Regions from separate parts of the Gossypium raimondii genome. Here region 2 is linked to region 1. A link is a contact called in public Hi-C data. All regions are on one chromosome and are shown on one strand. Each heading gives the region's core, a stretch centred on a gene start, on an enhancer-like site or on the middle of the called end of the contact. The rest is flanking DNA. Distances are from core to core; before and after follow the strand shown.

What was found. A called contact is a pair of places that touch in the nucleus more often than the background predicts.
Region 2: a Hi-C map of leaf shows a contact between it and region 1, with 1.8 times the contacts expected there. The contact joins the promoter of LOC105791305 here to the enhancer-like site in region 1. A contact is called at or near these places in 2 of 2 Hi-C or Micro-C datasets (both in leaf).

Annotation. Positions count from the first base shown.
Region 1 is chr8:34,899,533-34,903,939 of ASM2569854v1, reverse strand. No RefSeq gene overlaps it. Among protein-coding and RNA genes, the nearest start is that of LOC105791300, 8.3 kb to the left of the region's middle. Within about 2 kb of position 2,254, the one cell type or tissue checked has open chromatin away from gene starts, as enhancers often do. A contact at or near this core is called in leaf, where this site is marked.
Region 2 is chr8:35,135,906-35,140,312 of ASM2569854v1, reverse strand. It overlaps LOC105791305 (protein HLB1), which reads right to left and starts at 2,592. Exons shown (of 14, transcript XM_012619322.2): 1 at 2,149-2,592; 2 at 1,348-1,470; 3 at 1,163-1,232; 4 at 872-985; 5 at 563-646; 6 at 134-184; 7 at 1-18. The coding sequence starts at 2,483.

The DNA.
Region 1 (4,407 bases), core at 1,005-3,504:
AAGTAAATGGGCATGCATTGGCGACAAGTGAAAACTTGAAGAGAGGTCGTTCATGACAAGAATATGAGACCTAAAAAAAATGATAATGGTTCATATTTCAGGGGAAGTTTTTAAATGAATTAAACTCCACTGGTTTTTTCGTATTTGCACTTAATTATTTTTATCTTGAAAATTTTAATACTACATGGTGATAACACATAGTTATAAATATAGTAAAAAGGAGGATTTTGGTGGTGATTAGATGATAAGAAAGTGAGGGAAATTTTGAGGGTTTTTTACTGGAAGAAAGAAAGAAGAAAGATGAAGGAAAAGTAGGCTTGAAAAACGAAAAATAAGAAAAGAAAAGAAAAAGGGAAGAGGATGGAAAATAAAAAAGAAAAAAAAATTAAAAAGTGGTATAAGAGATGCCACGTGGAATGAAAAATTAATATCACTAGTCTCAAGTACCAATCTTTTAGTGAAGCTTACATCATCATTGTTTTGGAACAGAGGTTATGAAGACATTAATGTGTTTTCTTTTTTGGACAATTAATGTGTTTTTTTAATGAAATTGGGGATTTATTGCTGGCAGTAAAAATAAAAATCAGAAGTAATAATTAAAAAAAAAGTTTATTGGTTAAAATAGTTCAATCGAAAATAACTTTGATATGAAAAATAAAAAAAATTTATATATGAAATAGAATTAACTAAAATACATTTAATGGAGTATAATTTAATTGTGGTATTTTTACTGTGTCATGCATTGTGTTTTGTGTAGGTGGCGAGTATTCCTTGTCCAATTTTGAGGTTTTGGGTTGTCATCTAGGGAAATTTGGTGGCGATATCCAGGAGGTTTCTGCTATAGTACTAAGCTAGAAGCACGAAGAGGGTGTTGTAGGCTTAGTTTCCTATGATTGTAGTTTTGAAATTTAACGTGTATGGGATCTGCATGCAGAAGGAATGATATTTTCTGGTAGCTCCAGACTGGATGTTATTCACAAAGTAACATTTACAATAAATAACCAAATCTGGCCTATGTCTAATTTCTAGTTGCTAGGAGTTTAGAATGGTTATAATTTCAAATCATCTTTGAATAGATGGTAATTTCATTTCTTGGAAAAACAAAAATGGTACTTTTGTCCCAGTAAATTTGTACCTGTCCTTCCAAATTAAAGAACAAAAAAAAATTAGAAAAAGGAGAAATTGTCCTATCTGACTAACGCACTTATATCCACCGCCAATTTCCCCCATGGTGGGCCTAGCTAACTAATTGAAAAGGTCCATGTGTTCACCTCTCTTATTTTCAATCCATATAGGAAAAACGTCCCCCACCTAGACCAATAAATTTTTGGATTATTCATGAAGTGATATGTCTCAAATTGAAATTATGATTAAGTCTTTATGAAGAAACTGCGTGATAATCCATTTAAATAGCTAAATTTTCTTTAAATTTATTTTTAAGATCAAGTCTCGACAATTATTACATTCAAATTAAATTAAATTTTCAAGCAAACACCTCGTTTTTAAGATCAAGTCAAACGACTTTTGGTGATAAATGATAAATCTACCGAATTCTATTATTTAATTTTGTTTTACATGATAAATGATTAATTCTTGTTCTCAATCTTATTCCTTGTTTAGTTAATATTACTAAATACAAGTTCTTCAAAACTTTCAACCATTGAAAGCATTAGATAATTGCTCTAATCTCTTACCATTTTGCATCATTTAGGTTTTTAAAAGAGTGTTTTCCTTATGGTAGACACTAAATTTTGATGGATTGGACTATGAATTATTTTTGGGTGTAATTATTTTGATTTTAAGATTAAATTGTTATTAATTTGATTTGAAATAAGGGCTAGATTAATTAATTTGAAATCAATTTTAAATATTTTTAAAATTTAATTTAATTTACTTTGGAGTGGGTGGATATTTGGATATCGATGATGATAAAACCAAGTTTTTGTTTTAAATAAAATTAAAATTTGCTTTTAGAAAATTAAAGAAAATCAAAACCCAAATCTATTTGAAATTTTATTTTGGAAATTATTGTTTTCAAATTTGTCTTAAAACCTCAAATTGATTTTATCTTTTAGAATTACTTTCAAAGTCCAAATCCTTTCTAATTTGTTAAAGCCAAGAGCCAATTTTGAAGTGTTTTTAAAGCCCAATATATTTTTTAAGGTCCCGTTCCAATGGAAGCCCATTTTGCAGCCCAAGTCTAGACGTAGGCCCAAAGCCCATTCCAGTTTCCAGTTTGAAGTGTGAGGAAATTCAAAATTTTCTCAACCAATCACATTGCAGCAATACAATTACACAAATAGTCGGAACACAGTATCGTGATTAAAAAATGAAAGGCTAAACCAAGATACAAGAAACAAAAACAAAAACTCAGACACCCTAAAAGAAAAAGCAGGGAGGTCCCTTTGTGTTTTTGAGATTTTTTTAGGACCTCTACATTTTTAAATTTCACCCAAAGTCCCTTCCTGTTTTCTGAGGACCTCCGCCTTTCTAAATAACAATATTAGTCCCTATTCTTTTCAATTTAATTCAAAATTTGAAATCTTTGGTGGGAAAAATTGCCAGCTAAATCCCTCTGTTTTTTTTTTATATTTTCTTAAAAAATTTAAGCCTTTTATTTTAATTTTAAGTTAGTCCTTTTTCCTTTTTTATATGATTTGAATTTAAAATTTTAATTTCTAAAGGAACATTTTTTTATATTTTACTTATTAAAATCAATTTTTGTGTATTTGCAATTTCATTTTTTATCATGCATATTTTGAATGTGTTTATTGGTATATTTCACACTATTTTTATTATGAGTTAATATTTGATATATTAAAAGTGTAGTTTTTTTAATTACACAAATAATTTTAAAAATTGATATTTTGAGGATATTTTGATAGTTTGTTGTTGATAAGTTTAGATCTAGAAGTTAAGTTGTTTTTATATTTGATTTGTTTAGGTTTTAAATTTATGTGTTTAGATCCAATTTAGGTGCTCTATAGATTTTAAGTTTTCAATTGTGAGTTTTAATTACAATTTTAGATCTTTAGCTCAATTAGATTTCAATTGTAAATTTATATGACATTTTAGAGTGTTTTAGTTTAAATTAAAATTTTGTTTTAAAATTCAATCAAATTAGATTTTTTTATTTTAAGTTCAATTAGATTTTAAGTTTAAATTTCATATTTGGATTAGATCTAGATTAATTAGTTTTCAATTTTAGAATTTTAGGTTTTAAAACTTCTTCAATTTTTGCTTAGTTTTAGAAATTTTAAATGTTTAGGATTTGATGACTTCAATTAGATTTCTAAGTTAAATTAGATTCATTTCATTTTAGTCTTTGGAATTTTAAATATTAGGCTTTAATAAATTAAATTAGACTTTAGAGTTTAATTCTTATGTTTTCATTAGATTTATTTTTCTATTTTAATTTAGAATTTAGACATCAATAGTATGTGGATTTAATTTTTCTTTTGGTTTTAGATTTTAAATATTGGATTTTTAGAATTTTTTAATTTTAAGTGTTAATTGTAACACCCTATATTCGATTTCGTTGCCAAGCCCGAATATCAGAATGTCACACAACCGTCTCATTGTCTAACACAACAAGTAAAAGCTCATTAACAAGACATCCATCATTTTATAGTTCGTATAGGTTTTAAGCCAATCATATTTGTTCGCTATCATTAGTACATGCTAATCTTATATCAATTAGTCTTATAAACCTATTTAAACATGCATATGACCCGTTTAGAAAAATTCTCAAAATGTGTTCCTTAGGTATTAATATTGACAGTAGGGTATCGATATTTTCTTTAAGTGGTATCGATAACACCTAGAAAAATGATACCAAACTTGCATTCTGTTTCTCATTTAAAAACCAAAGTTTCGAAAATTATCAGTACCTGTCATGAAATATCGATAAATTTACCCCAAGCATCAATACTTGAGCTTAGGTATCGATACCAAATCTCTATTATGACTTCCTGAACGTTTCAAGACACAGAGGTAACCCGATTACCGATACATCTGCCTCAAACCTAAAAAATGCAGCATACTTATGCAAATAATCCATCCCAATTTAGTTTCTAAACATCACGTAACAATTACTTCAGCAAATAAATATCCAGTGGCCTAATTAACAGTTCAAAATCACAAAATCGTATCCGAGCAAGTAACTTCAAACCATCTTCATGTTCATGAACCTAGACATAACTATAATATGTAATCCTTATAAACTGAATTAAAAACTAGCAAAATGTCTAGAAATTATCATGGCTATAATCAAATCTACCACATTACCTTATTCCCCCAAAACGTAATTAAATTATGAACACCTACAAAATCACAAAGTATTGCTTGGATCACCTCTCTAAAACCACATTGCTCACACTGGCACACAACTAATCTGCAATGAGTAAA
Region 2 (4,407 bases), core at 1,343-3,842, 240 kb before region 1:
TCCCCAATTGTTTAGAGCCTGAAAGAGATTTATGAATCCTTAAAACCACTAAGATGTAGAATAAAAATGAAAGATGTAGTCATTATAGTTGGGAGAATTACAAGACTAAAAGAAACAATTACTTCTAATATACCTGGGGGCTATTCCAGTTGAGCTGGACAGCTTTTTCATAGTTTTTTGTTGCCTGAAAACCCATAACAATAGGATTAGGCTCTATCAAAGTAAAGGACAAGGCTTTTATTACTACAGCAAGGCATTCCTTTGAAAACACCAAGGATTTCTACACAGCACGACCACAAGGACAATGTGTTTCAGCACTAACTTCCAGAATGACTGTATACCAAAACTCCAAAGTAAAATCCAGTTCCATGGCTCTTTGGCCTTACTAAAGTAGATTATATAACATCATGCAGCTAACATGAAACATAAGGAGGAAACAAGATCTTATCCACACATGGAAAAGGTTTTCCATGACAAGACACCAAAATTTGCCGATAAAGGACTAGTATTGTTCATACAAAAGTCTAGCATGACTAAGATATCAAAATTATATAGTAAGAACCTGCTCCCATAGTTCTTCAGCCTCTTTGGTCCGACCACGCATTTTTGCTCGATCAGAGATTGCTATAGCCCAGTTGTAGAAAGCCTGTCATGCAATGAAATTGCATCAAAGTCATGAATGAATATCACTAGTGTATATATTATACAGCTCTACACTTATTTCAGTAAATTCTGTTGTGCATTCAGTTTCTTATCTGGCTTATGCACTCTGAGCAGTCATCATGCCTTTTTTAACTGAAATGGAACTTAAAAAAACCAAAAGATCAGAGTAATGCAATGGATCATCAGCAACATGAACAAGCACACATACATCATGAAGTGTTGGGCAAAGACGAGTAGCCTCGTCATACTTTTTACAAGCCTCCTCTAGCAAGGCATCTTTAGAAGGTGAAGTAGAATCTGGACTAACATTATCTGCACTTTCCTGCAAGCCAAATAAGAACAGAAAGGACATGATATGAGAATCTGCAGCATTTTGCAACCATTACAATATGCTTAAATTGACAATGTTAAGGAGGCTGCACTTGCTGTATAATAATAAGACATGATAATCATTCTGAATGATGTTAAGCTAACATCAACATTAACCAGTATCTCAAACCTGAAGAACCAATGCCCAATTGTAGAGAGCGTCATAATCTTCTGGGTTTCTCTCCAGTGCAGTAGCATACCTACAAAATTTGACTGAAAATCGGTACTATTGAATAGCAGACTCTAAAGCAGCAACATATCAAGCTCGATATGGAAGTAAAGTGTGAAAAGTGTATAAAAACAAGATGACAGTACCTCCTGGCAGCATATACAAGAATCCGTTGACGAGACCTGCCTTCCTCATCCGTACCAGTGACACTATTGATCAACTCCATTGCAGCATTATTTTGGTAGGACTGACGTTGCGTGTTTTCTTGACTGAAGCATATATAAATCATGGAGTAGACAATGGTATCATTCACAAGCAGAAGAAACAAGGATCACATCATATTTATTCCAACAAGACTAGGAAACCTTTACTGCATGAATGGCGGCATATGAAAAAGAACATAAACTGAATTCTATAAAGTGAAAAATCCCAAAACCAAGGGTTCCTTCATCGAAGTTGGAAAAGATTAAGATTACAATTGATGCCGAACTTGAAATTCAGAACTAATTTAATGACTCAAAAGCAGGAAAAAAAATCTAATTGCATCTGAAGTTCAAAGATAACGAGCTTCTAACATAACAATCACGTTCAAGAGTAATGGAAGACCTTTGATCGGAGAGCAGTTGCGCATCCATGCAATTAATGAAAATGAACTCGTAGACTAAAAGGAAGAGTACGCCTTAATTGCATCTAGTAGTTTGCCAATAGACAATCAAGAATCAAAATTCTGTAACTTCTCTATTCGGGATATAAAAGAGAAACAGCATAATTTTAGGTTCAGTTGAAACTCGAAGAATTCTTCACATTTAATTGAGGAGACGAATCAACGGGGAGCTTCAAAGATCGAAAGATTTGTACGTTGAAATCTCGTTAAATCCAATTACAAATTAAAGAGTGTAATTTTTTGATCAACTGAAACTCGAAAAGAAAAGGAAAAAAGAAAGTACCTGTAAGGAGACCCTGCATCATCTTCGTCGCTTTTCAATTCACTTAGCAATTCTCTCATCGTGAAAGTCCGGTTCTCCTCATCTTTACGCCGCCCTGGAGGAGCAACTTGGTCGGTTGAAGCTTGTTTGGTCGTCTCATTCGATTGGATCGAGCTCTCATTGTTCGGCTCCGGCTTCGGATCGGCATCAGTTACTACAGGTTCCGGTTTCAGCTCCTCTTCCGGTTGTTGTTCAGGTTGAGATTCTACTTTCAATTCCGATTCCGGTTCGGGTTCGGGTCGGGGTTGTGGCTGGAAACCATTTTGAAGTTCGGATCCCTCAGTCGTTTCGGACATAGCGTTGAACGAGAGATTTGCGTGCAACGCCAAAGCCGAATCCAAGAAGATCTGAAAGATATATCAAGAAGAGAGAGAACAAGAAAATATAGCGTGTTGAAGCCAAGGTCCAATGCAAAAAAGGAAGTTACTTCAGCCGGGCCGTAAGAAGTCGCAGTAAAAGTAAAACATGGTAAGCTACTATGTAAGAGTACAACTGTTATTTTCAAATGCCAGGATTCCTCCCTCATTACTAAATTTTAATGTATTGAAACCTAAGGTCGCAGGGTGGTGTTGACCATTTTCCGAAATAATGATTATTAAAAAACCTAAATTTTGAACACGATATTAAGCTTAAAAAAATATAATTAAGTTGGTTTAAAAAAATGATTCGGGCATAGCTTTTATATTCAAAACCAAAATACAACATTTCTTGTGTAATTTATATGATGGCAAATGAAATATACTTATAATTTAAATATTAATTTTTTAGAAATTTAATTAAAAATATATAATAGTTATAATTATATAATCGTTAAATATTAAATAAAAATTATTTTTAAAATAAATAATATATATATATATATATATATATGAAAGTGCAAAAGAGCTTAAATGAATTATTTATAAATATGGGTGAGTTTAGTTAAAATTTAAAATTCATATTTTTCTAAGTTAAAATTGAGAAATTATTATAATATTAATATTATGGGCCTAATTCAAGCTCAACTCAACCCATAAATTCCTTTATGGAACATAAATTCCTTTATGGAAGTAATAATGTTTATGTAAGATTTTTACTTAAGGAGCATTTGTTTCATGAAAAATTATTTATGAAATTTTTTTCATAATTTTGTGTTTGGTTAATGACAAATAACGTGATGGATGAAGTTAATTAGTCAATTACAATAAACCCTTTTTATGCAAGTTGTCTTCTTTTAAGAATTTTTGAAAAAAGCTCAATTATAAATAAAAAGTTTTAGATAATAATTTACTTGAACCGAGCTAAATATTAATATATTATAATAAAATTTTATTTTAAATTTTAGAAATGTTAAACTATTGATCTCAAATTATACTTTTCAATATTATTAAATATATATTTATATTTACATTTAATAGTACATAATAAATTATTAATATAGTTAATGCAATTTATTATTTTAATTAAATTATTTATTATTTTAATTAAATTATTTAATATTAAATAAATTCTAATAATAATAATAAATTTAAATTTAGAAAGTATTCTTACTATACTGTTAAAAATTTTATATTAATATTTTAATAATAATTATATGAAATATGATTTATAAACATTTAGCGATGTTTTACAATATAAATATGAATATTAATAATATAAATATGAGTATTTTTAAAACTTTACTTACTTTCATTTATTCCTTCCAATTTCAGTGAACTATTATCCATATTACATATATAACTTTAAGTTTAAGTTTTAATTAGTCATTGATTATTATTAAGCCTATAAAGATAGGGTAAACTACAAAAATGGTCACTTTTGTTTGCCTTAAATTACATATTAGTCACTTATGTTTGAAATGTTATGTTTTAGTCACTTATGTTATTGTTTTGTTACGAAGTGGTCACTCTACCGTTAAACTCTGTTACCTCCTTAACGACAGTCCTACATGGCAGTCTAAATGGGTTTTAAATGCCAACTTGGATGTCTAGTTGCTAGGATAAAAATAAGTTTTTAATTAAATAAATTTAATTTGGACTACCATGTAGGAAATCCAATTTGGCATTTAAAACCCATTTGGACTGCCACGTAGGATCACTGTTAGGGAGGTAACAAAGCTTAACGGTGGAGTGACCATTTCATAACAAAACAATAACGTAAGTGACTAAAACGTAACATTTCAAACATAAGTGACTAATATGTAATTTAAGACAAACAAAAGTGACTATTTTGTATTTTACC